Regions from separate parts of the Mus musculus genome. Here regions 2, 3 and 4 are each linked to region 1. Evidence: chromatin contacts called from public Hi-C and HiChIP or PLAC-seq data. All regions are on one chromosome and are shown on one strand. Each heading gives the region's core, a stretch centred on a gene start, on an enhancer-like site or on the middle of the called end of the contact. The rest is flanking DNA. Distances are from core to core; before and after follow the strand shown.

Region 1 (3,245 bases), core at 671-3,170:
ATGCAATAGACTGTGTTAATAAGGTATGTGGTTACTAATAACCAGTAGAAAAAAAGAAGAAAGCATAGCTGAGGTTATATATATTATATATTTATATACATATTCACATACATACAGACACACACACACACACACACACACATATATATATATATAGATTATATATTTTTTTTGTGAAATGAAGTGGATGTCATGACTGGTGGTTTGGATGAAAATACCCCCATAGGCTCTACTGTCACTATTAGGCAGTGTGGCTTTTGTTGGAGTAGGTGTGGCCTTGTTGTGGAGAAAGTGTGTGCCTTAGTCAGAGTTTGTATTCCTGCAGAAAACATCATGACCAAGAAGCAAGTTGGGGAGGTGTACTAGTTAGGGTTCTCTAGAGTCACAGAACTTATGGATAGTCTCTATATAGTAAAGGAATTTATTGATGACTTACAGTCTGCAGTACAATTCCCAGCAATGGTTCAGTAGTAGCTGTGAATGGAAGTCCAACGATCTAGCAGTTACTCAGTCCCACAGGCAAGCAGGCAAGGGAGCAAGAGCAAGACTCCCTTCTTCCAATGTCCTTATATTGTCTCCAGCAGAATGTGTAGCCCAGATTAAAGGTGTGTTCCACCACACCTTTAATCCCAGATGACCTTGAACTCGGAGATTTAATCTTCTGGGATCTGTAGCCACTATGCCTCAAGGTCTCCATACCAAGATCCAGATCAGAAACTTCTATCTCCCAGCCTCCAGATAAGGGTCACTGGTGAGCCTTCCAATTCTGGATTGTAGTTCATTCCAAATATAGTTAAGTTGACAACCAGGAATAGCCACTACTGGAGGAAAGGGTTTATTCAGTTTATACTTCCACACTGCTGTTCATCACCAAAGAAAGTCAGGACAGGAACTCACACAGGGCAGGAACTTGGAGGCAGAATCAGAGGCCATGGAGGGATGTTTCTTACTGGCTTGCTCAGCTTGCTTTCTTATAGAATCCAGGACCATCAGCCCAGGGATGGCACCACCCACTGTGGACCCTCCCACGCTTGATTACTAATTGAGAAAATGCCTTACAGCTGGATCTCATGGAGGCATTTCCTCAAGGGAGGCTCCTTTCGCTGTGATAACTCCAGCTTTCTCAGGTTGACACACAAAACCAGCCAATACAGTATGTCACTAGCTTTAGGTGCTCAAGCCAGGCCCTATGTCACTCTCTGTTCACGCTGACTTTGAATACAGATGTAGAACTCTCACCCACTTCCTCAGCACTGTGTCTGCCTGCATGCTGCCATGCTTCCTGCCATGATGACAATGGACTAAACTTCTGAAAAGTAAGCCAGCCCCAATGACATGTTTTCCTTTATAAGAGTTGCTGTGGTCATAGTGTCTCTTCACAGAAATAGAAACCCTAATACAATGACCATACGGATGCCTTGCAACTTAATGGAACTCCAGGGATAGGCAGGCAAATCAACAGATTTTTAAAATTTAATTCACCCTTTCATAAATTATAGGCATGTTAAAACTTAGCAGAGATATCAGATAGGTTAAGATGATGTATTAATATTAGGTCACAACAAACATGTGGGAGGATTCTTTACTCACAAAATGAAGAACAAACATTTCCTGGAATACATTTTACACACACACACACACACACACACACACACACACACACACACACACACGAAGCCATCAAAGAATAGAACTTTAGAAGACCAGTATCCCATAAGGTAAAGAGTATTTTCCTCTCAAATTCCTTTTTACGAATGTCAAAGATATACCAGTAAACAGAGGCTCACAAGAAAACACATTAACTGGCCCTTCTCTTTCTAAACATGACTATCGCTTACTAAAGACAGTGGTATTGAGCAGAGCCATGACAGCTCCTTTGAGAGATTATAAGCACCATTGTAGTTTTAAAGGAGCACAGATGGGTGTTGGGAGCCGCCCCCACATTCGCCGTCACAAGATGGCGTTGACATCCTGTGTTCTAAGTGGTAAACAAATAATCTGCGCATGTGCCAAGGGTATTTACGACTACTTGTACTCTGCTTTTCCCGTGAACGTCAGCTCGGCCATGGGCTGCAGCCAATCAGGGAGTGATGCGTCCTAAGTGAAGGGTCACTCCTCCTTAAAGGGGACGGGGTTTTCCGCCATTCTCTCTCGCTGGCATCTCTCTGGCTCTGCGCGCCCTGCGCTCGCTCGCTGCCTAAAGATGTAAACAATAGAGCACGCTCTGCGCTTTGGCGCGCCGGAGCTCTGGCTCCTAAAAATTATTTGGAGGGGCTTTCGTTTTTGGGGCTGGGCGCTGGGCGCTTGCTCTCCTGGCTCCCAAAGATGTAAGCAATAAAGTTTTGCCGCAGAAGATTCTGGTCTGTTGCATCTTTCCTGGCCGGGCGTGAGAACGCGTCTAATAACAGATGGGTTTGCCTAGCATTTTGGGGGGCTCTGTGTTCAATTTGGAGGCACTCTGTTCTTGTGAGTCTTGGCTGGGTAGATCCAAATGAACATTTGAACATGATTGCGATTCCTCAGCAAGGGTCCCTAAAGTTAATTGCCTTTTCTTATGTCTCTAATAGACAGAACTGACCTTTGTGCCGGTTTCTGTTTGGGACTCAAGAAAGCAAAGGAAGGCTTACAAATCTGTTGTATTCACAGGAGAGAAGGGAATGCCGCGCTTTCCTTGGAATCCCTCCTCACATTGGATGTACTAGTTTAATTGAGCCAAGACTCAGTGATTTTTGGCAAGTTAAAAATATATATCCAATTTGTCTGTGAGGAAGAGCTGAGGGTAGCCCTGAAATTAGCAGTGATACCCAGGCATGGTGAATCTAAGTATGTGCATGTCAGGGCCTGTATTTTAATGCCATATTCCCATTATTCTTGAGAGACAAGTAATGTCATCAAATAAATAGTGCAGAGTATCTCTGAGTGTTATTTTACAAATGGGAAAACTGAGAATCAAGAACATTATCTAACCTGCTGTTGTCACCGGGTCTTTAGATTAAATCAAGTTTCTTTTCACCTAAACCTATGCTCTTCTCTCTTTTAAATCTCTCACACGCCTAGGGTGACAGTGCAAACCGGAGAGGGTCCCAGATTACATTTTAAAGCTCAAGTGCTTGCCCTGGCCGCACTTGCCATATAGCTGACTCAACTTCCCCCAAACAAGATTTTTCGTGTATCTAAAATAAGGCAATGAGATTTGTCTTATTGTTCTATTTCTGTGAAGAGAGACTGTAACCAAGGCAAGTTTT
Region 2 (3,158 bases), core at 553-3,052, 350 kb before region 1:
TTTCCTTTCTTTGATTTTTATTTATTGAGTTTTTTCATTTCCAACATTTCTATTTAGTTTTTTTATTTTTCTTCAAAATCTCAATTTCCTTGATGGATTTTTTCTATGGTTTTTTTTTTTAATTCATTTTGCCAGTTTTCTCGTCTACTTTGCTGAATCTTTCTTTTCTTTTTAAGATTTATTTATGTATTTATTATGTGTACAGTGTTTGCCTGTATGTATTCCTGCAGGCCAGAAGACAACATCAGATTTCATTACAGATGGTTGTGAGCCACCATGTGGGTGCTGGGAATTGAACTCAGGACTTTTGGAGGAGCAGCCAGTGCTCTTATCCGCTGAGCCATCTTCAGCCTCTGAAGTTTTCTTATACAATGTTGCCTTTCCTCCAGATCCTCCATTGAATCCACTTGCTTGTTTGAACCATCTTTCTGATAATTAACCATTTTTACTTTTAAAATCACCTTAGCATTTTCTCTACTTCAGTGTGACACTCTGTCGTTGGTATTTCTCCTGTTTCCGTGTTGCAGTTCACGTATCTGTTGACTTGTACATTTTCGGTTATGTAGGGATCTTGATGAGCAGCCCACTCTACTTGAAGCATCATTTAGAAGGAAACAGAGTGCATGTGGAGCCATCTTCTGCTGCCCCCCAGGGAGCTGCGTGTTCGAAGCTCACCCCTTGGTGTATCACCAACCTTTCTCCTCTGTGTTTTTCAGAGACTCTTTCATTCCCTCTGTAGATTCCCAGTAGTCTTTTGCTCTTCTTTGGGAAAGAATCTTTTTTTTTTTTTATTATTTCAATTCCCCTTTTCACTGGCACACAGAGATAGCCGGTAGCCTTCCATCTTACCCAGAAATCCTACTTCATTTTCTTATGTAAAATGAAATACTTGGATGCCCACACTCTGATTATGGTCAGATAATCTGTCTTTGGTACTAGGAACCTATCCGTCATCAAACATAGCCATCCTCTCCAGTTTCAAGTTCTGACACTGTTCTAAGAGCACTGTAACTTCTGTCCTGGATCACAGTCTGTCTCCCTTTTGTCTTTTTATTTTTTTAGTACTTGGGGAATGAATTTAATGGCCTCAGATATTCTGGCCAACAGATCTACCATTGAATGACAGCTCCACAAGGTCACATGAAGTTCCCCAGACCGGCACTGGACTTAGAATTGTCCTACCTCAACTTCCCAAGTTACAGGGTTACCAGCCTGTTACTGGCCACCAGGCCTGGGCTCCGAACTGCTCTTCTCTTGAGCAGAGCGTGCCTACGTGACTTAGTTTTCTGTCTCCAGAATGTCTTACTAATACTGAGCATAACTCTTTTTTTCTTTAAAGGTAGAAACAAACTCATTTTGACAAGACACACGAGTCTCAGTACGTTATGAATCCTCTCATAGGTTCAAGTGACCCTCCCCTTCTAATCAAAATGAGCAAAGAGATAATAACATATGACCCAGGGCAATGGATTCCTAATGGTGCCAAAGGTAGCTTCGGGAAAGGGCCTGACAAAGGTGTCCTTTACTATAATGACGGACAGCAAGCTGCAAAGGACAAAGAATAACCTGAAAAGATTATGCTTGATTCTTAACTTAGATGTTGTATAACTTCCTCCTACCACGTTCGGCCCACAATTCTTCGAGAGTTCTAATAGGAACCGTGTCCATTCCACCTTTGTTCCTAGTGGGAAAAGCCAGGTCTTTCTTTACAAATGTCTCTCTCTGCAGAACAGTGGTTGTAACCAAGGGGCTGCAAGGGCCCTTTCACCTGGAGAGCAACAGGCTCTTTGGAAGATGTCACTTCCTCCTGGTTAGGGACTATGCGGTGTCTCTGCAAAAGGGTCCCTCCAAGAGGTTCTGCCGATGCGTTTGGATCAATCTTCAATCTCTCAGTAGGCTTGGGGAAAAAAAATGTTGTGTAATAAACCATTAGGGGGTGGTGGCAGTTTCTTCTCCCCAAGAGAAATGATTGCGACTCACATTTAAAATAACATTTCTCTCCTTTGCTGGCTACAATTGCAAGAGTCTCTTCAGCACCACTCTCTGCATGAGGTAAGATAAGTATTTTGTCATCTTCTATTATTAGGGAGGGATTCTGAGTCACACAGAAGCTAAGCGATTTTTTTTTCTCCCGGCCTCAGAAATAAAAGGATGAACACGAAGCTGGCTGATGAGCACATTATTTTAGGAGGAGGGCAATCGTGTCAGTGTTGCCTCATTTTCCTGGACAACTGCACCGGCTTCCTAGTCGGTTTCTCTGCCCGCAGTTTCTCTCCTCCCCGAGCTGCACTCACCCCCACAGTTACCAGAATTATATCCTAAAACCATGTCACACTTCTTTGTCACACACCTCTGACTGGGGAGTCCGTGCGGGAATCTCAAGCGCAAATTCTTTAGCTTGGTGTTTAAAGCCCATTTCCGGGATCCTAAGCTGCCTCCCTCACTCACGTTCCTTCCCAGTCTTTTACTCCGACACTGCTCAGCCAAACTGCAATGATCATGTATGTCCATCCCAAAGAGCCTCGTGCATTTCTCTCCGGTAGAGCGCCTTCCTTTTCTTATCCCTGGGGGTTATGGTTTGGATCTTGAATATCTCTCAAAGGCTGTGTGTTGAAGGGTTCCTCTCTAGCCTGGGGAGACATTGGGAGATGGTGGAGACTTTAGGAAGTGGAGCTGGGTTAAGTTAGATCACTGGATGTGCACATTTGAAGGAGATAACAGGAGCCCAACCTATTACTGTCCCTCTTTCTTCCTTGACCACCAAGAAGTGAGCATTCTCTTCTTTGTTTTCTCCCATGATGCTTTGCCTATCACCTGTGCCAGAGCAACAAAGCCAGCTGATCACCACCTAAGATCTCTTTAAAAGTATTATCTGTTACATTTTAATGTATACTGGCCTTTTGTCTGCATGGATGTCTGTGTGAGGGTGTCCTCTGGGATATCCTCTGGGAATGGAGTTATAAACAGCTATGAAATGACGTGTAGGTGCTAGGAATTGAACCCAGGTCCTCTGGAAGAAAAGTCAGTGTTCTTACCTGCTGAGCATTCTCTCCAGCCTAGTATCTCTCTAACTGTAACTCCAAATACATTTCCCTTCTTGTGGTGGTTTGATAGGTTAGGTCCCGTAGGTTCATGTGTTTGAATGCTTGGCCATAGGA
Region 3 (3,186 bases), core at 145-2,644, 270 kb before region 1:
ACACACACACACACACACACACACACACACACACACACACTCACACACACACACACACACTCACACACACACACTCACACACACACACACTCTCACACACACACACACACTCACACACACACACACTCACACACACACACACTCACACACACACTCACACACACACTCACACACACACACTCACACACACACACACTCACACACACACACACTCACACACACACACGCACTCACACACACTCACACACTCACACACACACTCCTCACACACTCACACACACACACACACTCACACACACACAGACGCACACACACGCACTCACACACACACACACACATACACACACACACACACACACACACACACACACACACACACAAGCATGCATGCAGACATACGCACATTCATTCCGTCAGGTCTATTCCTCTAGAGAACCCCGACTACTACACTTGGCAACAGCCTGAGTTATTCAGTGGTTTCCTTGGGTTCCGTTTGGCCAACGGCTAACTTAGATGTAACCCATTCCTGGCTCTGGAGATTTCACTCGGTGGGTAAGCTTTCTCTTCCCTGTTATTTGGTGATGCCTTTTAGATTTCTTTCATATTTGCATATATTGGAAGGAGCTGCTTCTGTAGTAGGTTTCCATAGGACCTCTGAAATGGCTTTTAGTGCTAGCTGTACCTCCCCATAGTCTCTCCTGTACGCCCTTCTGTCATCTCTCTCTCCACTCATCCTCATGCTCCCGTCCCCCTGTCCTTGTCACTCCGTAACTCATACTTTTTTCTTGTTTTTATTCCCGTCATCTATATCTAATCTCTGTGGTTATATGGATTTAACGTGACTATTAAGGGCTTAAAAGCTAACATCTGTATATATGAACTATATATTCCATATTTGTTCTTTTGGATGTGGGTTACATCATTCAGGATTAATTTCTTTCTAGCTCCACCTGTTAGCCTGTGATTTTCTTTATATTCCATTGTATAAATGTCCCACACTTTCCTTATGCATTCATCTGTTGATGGATATCTAGGCTGCTTCATTTTTTTTTTTCTTTCTATTTTGAGTAGGTCAACAATGAACACAGATGAGCAAGTGTCTCTGTAGTAGGACAGAGTCATTTGGGTATGTGGTCCAGAGTGGGATAACTGGATCTTGAGGTAAATTATTTTCAGCTTTCTGAAGAACTGCCACCCTGATTTTCATAGTGAGTCTACAAGTTCGTACTCCCACCAGCGATGGATGAATCTCCCTAACGGACCCCACATCCTCGCCAGCATGAATTGTAATTAGTTTTATTGATCTTAGCCATTCTGACAGGTGTAAGACAATATCTCAAAGCAGTTTTGATTTGCATTGTCCTGATGACTAAGGAGGTTGAACATTTTAAATGTTTCCCAGCCGCTTGCGCTTCCTCTTCTCTGTTTAGTCCTGGTTCCCATTTTTTAATTGGGCTGTTTTCTCTATGTCTAATTTTTTCATTTTTGTTTTTTTTCCTTTATATAATCTTAGAAATTAGCTCCCTATCAGATACATAATTGGCAAAAATTATTTTCCATTTTGTAGCCTGTTACTTTGTCCTAATGATGGTGTCTTTTGCCATGTAGGAGCTCTTTAGTTTTATGAGGTCCCATTTATTAATTGTTGACCTTAGTGCCTATACTAATGGTGTTCTGTTCATAAAGTCTTTTCCTATCCCAATGACTTTCTCTTCTATCAGATGTGGGGTATCTGGCCTTATGTTGACATTTTTGATCTGTTTGGAGTTGTGTTTTGATAGGATGATAAATATGGATCTATTTGTGTTCTTCACATGCAGTCATCCTGTTTGATCAGCACCATTTGTTGAAGATGCTGTCTCTGCCCCACGCAATGGGTATTTCTGGCCTCTTTGTCAAAACTCAGGTGATAAGGAACATTTTCTAAGAACAACCACAAAGTATCAGATTATCTTATTATATATAAGAATTGCTTTAGAGTTAAAAATCACTATTAGCAACAATATCAATTCCCATTACAATAAGTACAGAATAGTTTTTCATCATTTGACTCTCTGTTTTTTCTTCTCATGATTATCTCCAGAGGCTGCTTTGTGTTTCAGTGTTATTTCGCTAGAGACCTTTTTACATAGTCTTTTCTGGATGTTTCATTCATTTTAAAACCCAGGTGCACATTTGCATGAAAGCTTTTGCAGAATATAAAGACAATCGATGATGAGTAGGAATAACTGGGATCTTTAAGGAAAACAGTGGGGCTGCTTAAAAGGGTGGTTCACCACCAAAAGAAGTAGAGGTGGGGTGCGTCTACCTCCAGCATGCTCCGTGTTGAGACTACTGAAAAGAACCTGTACCTAGCAAACTACAGCGATGCTTAGAAACCCCATCTAAGCCCCACCGGTTTCCCAGGAAGTGGAGTGGTTTCAATGGAAACGCCTCTATACTGCTGGGATTTAATTGACCACACATGGTGGAGAATGTGAGCGGAAGAGCTCAGAGGATTACGTTCAGTCCCTGCAAGGAAAAGCCATCCAACTTAAACAGGAAGGAACATCATTTGAATGCTAGAGATGGAACAAAATTGCTGTAATTTCTCAGGTGGAAATACTCAGGCAGCTTGATATTTTCTTTATGTTTTCCTGCAGGAATGGGAGGGGAAGGCAGGGGGTGGGAGAACAAAAAAGCACAACAACAACAACAAAAAAAGACTGTATTTGAAGCAAAGTAGGAAAAAAAAACTTTAAAAATAGAGCAATCAGAAATGGAAGGGGAAAAAGGTTACAGTGACTTTCTACCTCATAATTCGTGTTGAATTCAATTAGCAGTGATGGATCTGCTTTGCCTCGTGTTCATTAACCATCAGAACCACCCCTGGAACCATCATATTAATCAGCCATGACTGTGCTTTTCAGGGTTAGAATCAATTTGTTTATCTAATTAGTGTGAGTACCTCTCACTGGATGCCATTAGGGTTTCAGCGAGTGTTAATCGAACCGAAGAAAGAAATGAAAATATTGTTTTTCAAAGCTCCTAATAGGATAGCAAAAACAAAACACCACCAAAAACCTCCCACACGGAATTAATATCCTAGCTGGATAGGTAGGTAGATGTAAGAGAACACATTCAAGTAGGCAGCATTCTTTCCTTTGGCATGCAGAGGATAAAGTGGACTATGCATCAAAGTATACA
Region 4 (3,238 bases), core at 144-2,643, 470 kb before region 1:
CAATACCTCTCCACACATATGCACCATACACACACACACATGTGCATGCACACTCACACATGCTCTCTCTCCCTCACACACACACCTACCTCTGCACTTGTCACTGCTTCTGTAAAAGGCAGATCTAACCATGCTGTTTCCCAGCCTGGACCCGTGGGTGGCTCCTTAGCCAGGCTCATGTTTTCCTTCTGTGACAAACTGTCACTCTTTGTCCCTTTCACCATTCAGTTGCCTTCGCACAGCTGTGCAGGGCTCCTCCACAGCACAGCTGAATCCTGAGTCTCTGCACCTGCTGCAAGCCTTCCCCTCTGATCCTGCTCTGCGGGGCTTTCTGCAACAGCTGGAGCCTGCTGCTGTCCCAGTGCCCCGGAAGTCTTTTAGCATAAGGTCTCCTCCCCTGTTAGACTTAAGAGTTACAAGTATTTTAGCTTGCTGCGCTGTCTTGCCAGGCGCTGTTCCAAATTCTGTTGTGGGTATAAGAGGAGCAGAAACAGGGCAACCCTGTGCTGGCAGGGCCTCTTCTGCCTAGGGAGACAAATAGCAAATACATTAAAACACACACACACACACACACACACACACACACACACACACCAGGTTGGAGAAGTCATAGTTACTAATTTGACTTTGGAGCCCAAGCCCGACTGAGCAGAGGAAGCTAGTGACACGGGTACCTGGACAGGGCATTTGAAAAGTTCCCCTGCAGTGCAAGGACCACGGTCTTTAGGGCTAAGGAGGGCTCAGAATAATTGCCCAGAAATGTGGTGGGCTAAGTCAAGTGTAGGCAGATGCTGATCTGTGCTCTCAGCTAACTTTGGTGGCAGGATTTGAGAGTTTCTTTGTGACAAGGTTGTTTCCGTGAGCCTTTAATAGAAACTCCCCCTATCTATCATGTGTGCGTGTTAGCCAAGGATTTACACAGCTCCACCTGTTCCTGGAACCTTTGGCCGAGTCCTGCTCAGACCAACCGTGTTTCCTCACACACCCAACTGTGGTGGATTACCTTGGCTTGCTGGTACCTGCGGCTCTGAGGGACCTTCAACACCGCTTGCTTTCATGCTACTTGGGGTGACTAGTGGAACCGCATGGCCCTCCCCACCCCGAGGAATAGTCCTTGGTAAATAATCTGGTGAAAGTTAATGGATTTCACCTCAGGGCAACTTTCCATGTGCCTGCTCTCCAGCACTCTTGCAGTCTTTTTATACCCGTTTTTAAATGTTGGATCATCTTATTGCCGTTAGAACAGAAATGTTAAGAGGAATGTCTAGGTGGCCATTGAGTCCCTGACTGCTCAGGATATCTTGTTTGAGAACCCAGCCTTGACGAGATTGTCCTAAAGCAGAACTGAAAAGGTCTCTATGGCTTAAGGTCCTTATTTCGGTCTGTTGAGGAGCGAGAGCGCGGCAGGAACTGAGTTGTGCTTAAACACTGAGCAGAGCCCGAACGGAAGCAGCTTACGGAGTTCTAATGGCGGGCGCTGCCAGCTGCCAAAGGCTCTAGACCTTTCGCAGGCCTTCCTTAGGGCCTTCTTTGCCAACAATGTCAGAATACTGTACAGAAGGTTGCTTACTGAACCCTGGACTAAAGCAAGAGGGGTTCATTGGGAAAGTCTCCAAGAACAGTTTTCTCGTTCAGAGAGTGAGCCTCTTATGTGTCCATGCCAAGGACACAGAATCATCGGCTCCACTGGTCGGCTAAGCCTGTAGCCAGGGTGCAGACACGCTGGCTGCTACTGCTCTTTGCCTCTTGCTGTTGCTGGGCACCTTCTTCCTGTTGAAGTCGACTCCCCCCTCAGGGATGCAGTACCATCAGCAGGTTTGAGTAGACAGACGACACAGAGCCATTACAAGAAGGAAGCATGTGACCCCAGGCATACAACTTAACCTTTCTGGGCCTCAGTCTACTCTCGAATAGAATGAATACAGTTGGGGTAGTTCCTTCATATAGTGTGAATCAGCAAGTGACAGCCATCAATTGCCCTTGTGTTCCATGACTTCTTCCTGGAGCTATACCGGAGTCACTTTTATGTGATACTCAAGTCGTTATGTATAATTTGGGTGAATGCAATGAAGGTAGTAACGGTCATCTATTTAATGTATTTTATGTACTGGACTACCAAAGGTCATTTTATTTCTAAGTAGTTATACCTGCAATTTTTGCATTTTTTAATCTTGTTTTGTTTTGAAACGGTTCTCACTATGTGCCCAGATTGGCCTTAAATTCACGCTCGTCCTGCCTCAGCCTACCTGGTGCTGAGATTGTAAGGATGGGTCATCGTGCACAGCTGGAATCTCTCCTTGCCAGTTTCAGATCACGCTGTACATGCTAGTGAGTGGTCCTGTGATTAGCCGAGCGCCCTGCCAAGGTATTTATTTCCTTATTACGTTGATTTCACTTATTTCCTGCTCTCCTTTCAGCTGAATATTGCTTGTCTCCCACATTTCTTCCCTCCTTTATTGACATTTTGGATTTACTCTGTTATTTTTGTGTTCCTTGGTAATATCTAGAAGTTGATTATACATCCTTTTTTTTTTTTTTCTTCAAGACAGGGTTTCTCTGAGTAACCCTGGTTGTCCTGGAACTCACTCTGTAGACCAGGTTGGCCTTGAACTCAGAAATCTGCCTGCCTCTGCCTCCCAAGTGTGGGATTAAAGGCGTGCACCACCGCTGCCTAGCCCTGATTATGCATCCTTAACACCATCTATTATATATAACATTTTATTTTACAACATTTTAGACAAAATGTTAGAACTTACTAAGTATATCCCCATTCCCCCACCTTTTGACAATTTTACTTGTTCACATGGTAAAAACCTGGGTTGTTCAGCAGCTGGTTTTCTCTGAAAGTAAGTAAGAAAAAGTGCTTCTACATTTTGTGTCTGTATTTCCAGTTCCAGCATAATTTACTTATTTGAATAGATCCCAGTTTCCATCTGCTGTCATTTCTTGAGCTTGAAAAATGTCATTTATCATGTCCCATATTGCCATTCTCCTGGTTGTGACTCCCCTCGCTTTTCGTTCCACGTTTATAAAGGATGCTTATTCAGAGATATATAATCACAGCTTTTGAAGTATCTCTTGCTACAGCTCCTTCTTTAGGTTAAGAAAAAAAAAACTCTCTTCTATGATTTTGTTGAAAATATTTTCTTCTCTTTCCTCTATTCCCATTTTTTGTAGATTTTGTCTTTTCATAATGTCCCCAATTTCCTAGTTATTTTTCGTAGTTGTTATTTTTTTT

Evidence for each region. A called contact is a pair of places that touch in the nucleus more often than the background predicts. HiChIP or PLAC-seq counts read pairs in DNA pulled down with a chosen protein or histone mark.
Region 2: a contact with region 1 is called in a Hi-C map of bone marrow-derived macrophages, with 27 read pairs. The contact joins two enhancer-like sites. A contact is called at or near these places in 5 of 39 promoter capture datasets (3T3-L1-derived adipocytes, maxillary cranial neural crest, neutrophils and 2 more), 4 of 484 Hi-C or Micro-C datasets (bone marrow-derived macrophages, motor cortex, muscle stem cells and 1 more) and 16 of 115 datasets of contacts at active chromatin or transcription factors (bone marrow-derived macrophages, craniofacial prominence, double positive thymocytes and 12 more).
Region 3: an H3K4me3 HiChIP or PLAC-seq map of bone marrow-derived macrophages shows a contact between it and region 1, with 6 times the contacts expected there. The contact joins two enhancer-like sites. A contact is called at or near these places in 1 of 15 datasets of contacts at CTCF or cohesin (embryonic stem cells) and 2 of 115 datasets of contacts at active chromatin or transcription factors (astrocytes and bone marrow-derived macrophages).
Region 4: an H3K4me3 HiChIP or PLAC-seq map of microglia shows a contact between it and region 1, with 7 times the contacts expected there. The contact joins two enhancer-like sites. A contact is called at or near these places in 9 of 39 promoter capture datasets (the C10 cell line, the HPC-7 cell line, cranial neural crest and 6 more), 2 of 15 datasets of contacts at CTCF or cohesin (the NIH/3T3 cell line and large pre-B cells), 1 of 484 Hi-C or Micro-C datasets (bone marrow-derived macrophages), 11 of 115 datasets of contacts at active chromatin or transcription factors (T-cell acute lymphoblastic leukemia, bone marrow-derived macrophages, craniofacial prominence and 6 more) and 3 of 9 other capture datasets (adipose tissue, embryonic stem cells and liver).

Annotation. Positions count from the first base shown.
Region 1 is chr10:99,597,636-99,600,880 of GRCm38.p6, forward strand. No RefSeq gene overlaps it. Among named protein-coding and RNA genes, the nearest start is that of Gm20110, 9.9 kb to the right of the region's middle. Within about 2 kb of position 1,921, at least 65 of the 459 cell types and tissues checked have an H3K27ac peak or open chromatin away from gene starts, as enhancers often do. A contact at or near this core is called in bone marrow-derived macrophages and microglia, where this site is marked.
Region 2 is chr10:99,248,874-99,252,031 of GRCm38.p6, forward strand. No RefSeq gene overlaps it. Among named protein-coding and RNA genes, the nearest start is that of Dusp6, 13 kb to the right of the region's middle. Within about 2 kb of position 1,803, at least 53 of the 459 cell types and tissues checked have an H3K27ac peak or open chromatin away from gene starts, as enhancers often do. A contact at or near this core is called in bone marrow-derived macrophages, where this site is marked.
Region 3 is chr10:99,328,282-99,331,467 of GRCm38.p6, forward strand. No RefSeq gene overlaps it. Among named protein-coding and RNA genes, the nearest start is that of Gm34921, 59 kb to the left of the region's middle. Within about 2 kb of position 1,395, at least 8 of the 459 cell types and tissues checked have an H3K27ac peak or open chromatin away from gene starts, as enhancers often do. A contact at or near this core is called in bone marrow-derived macrophages, where this site is marked.
Region 4 is chr10:99,132,103-99,135,340 of GRCm38.p6, forward strand. The region is part of intron 4 of Poc1b (POC1 centriolar protein B); the gene reads left to right. Among named protein-coding and RNA genes, the nearest start is that of Galnt4, 26 kb to the left of the region's middle. Within about 2 kb of position 1,394, at least 26 of the 459 cell types and tissues checked have an H3K27ac peak or open chromatin away from gene starts, as enhancers often do. A contact at or near this core is called in microglia, where this site is marked.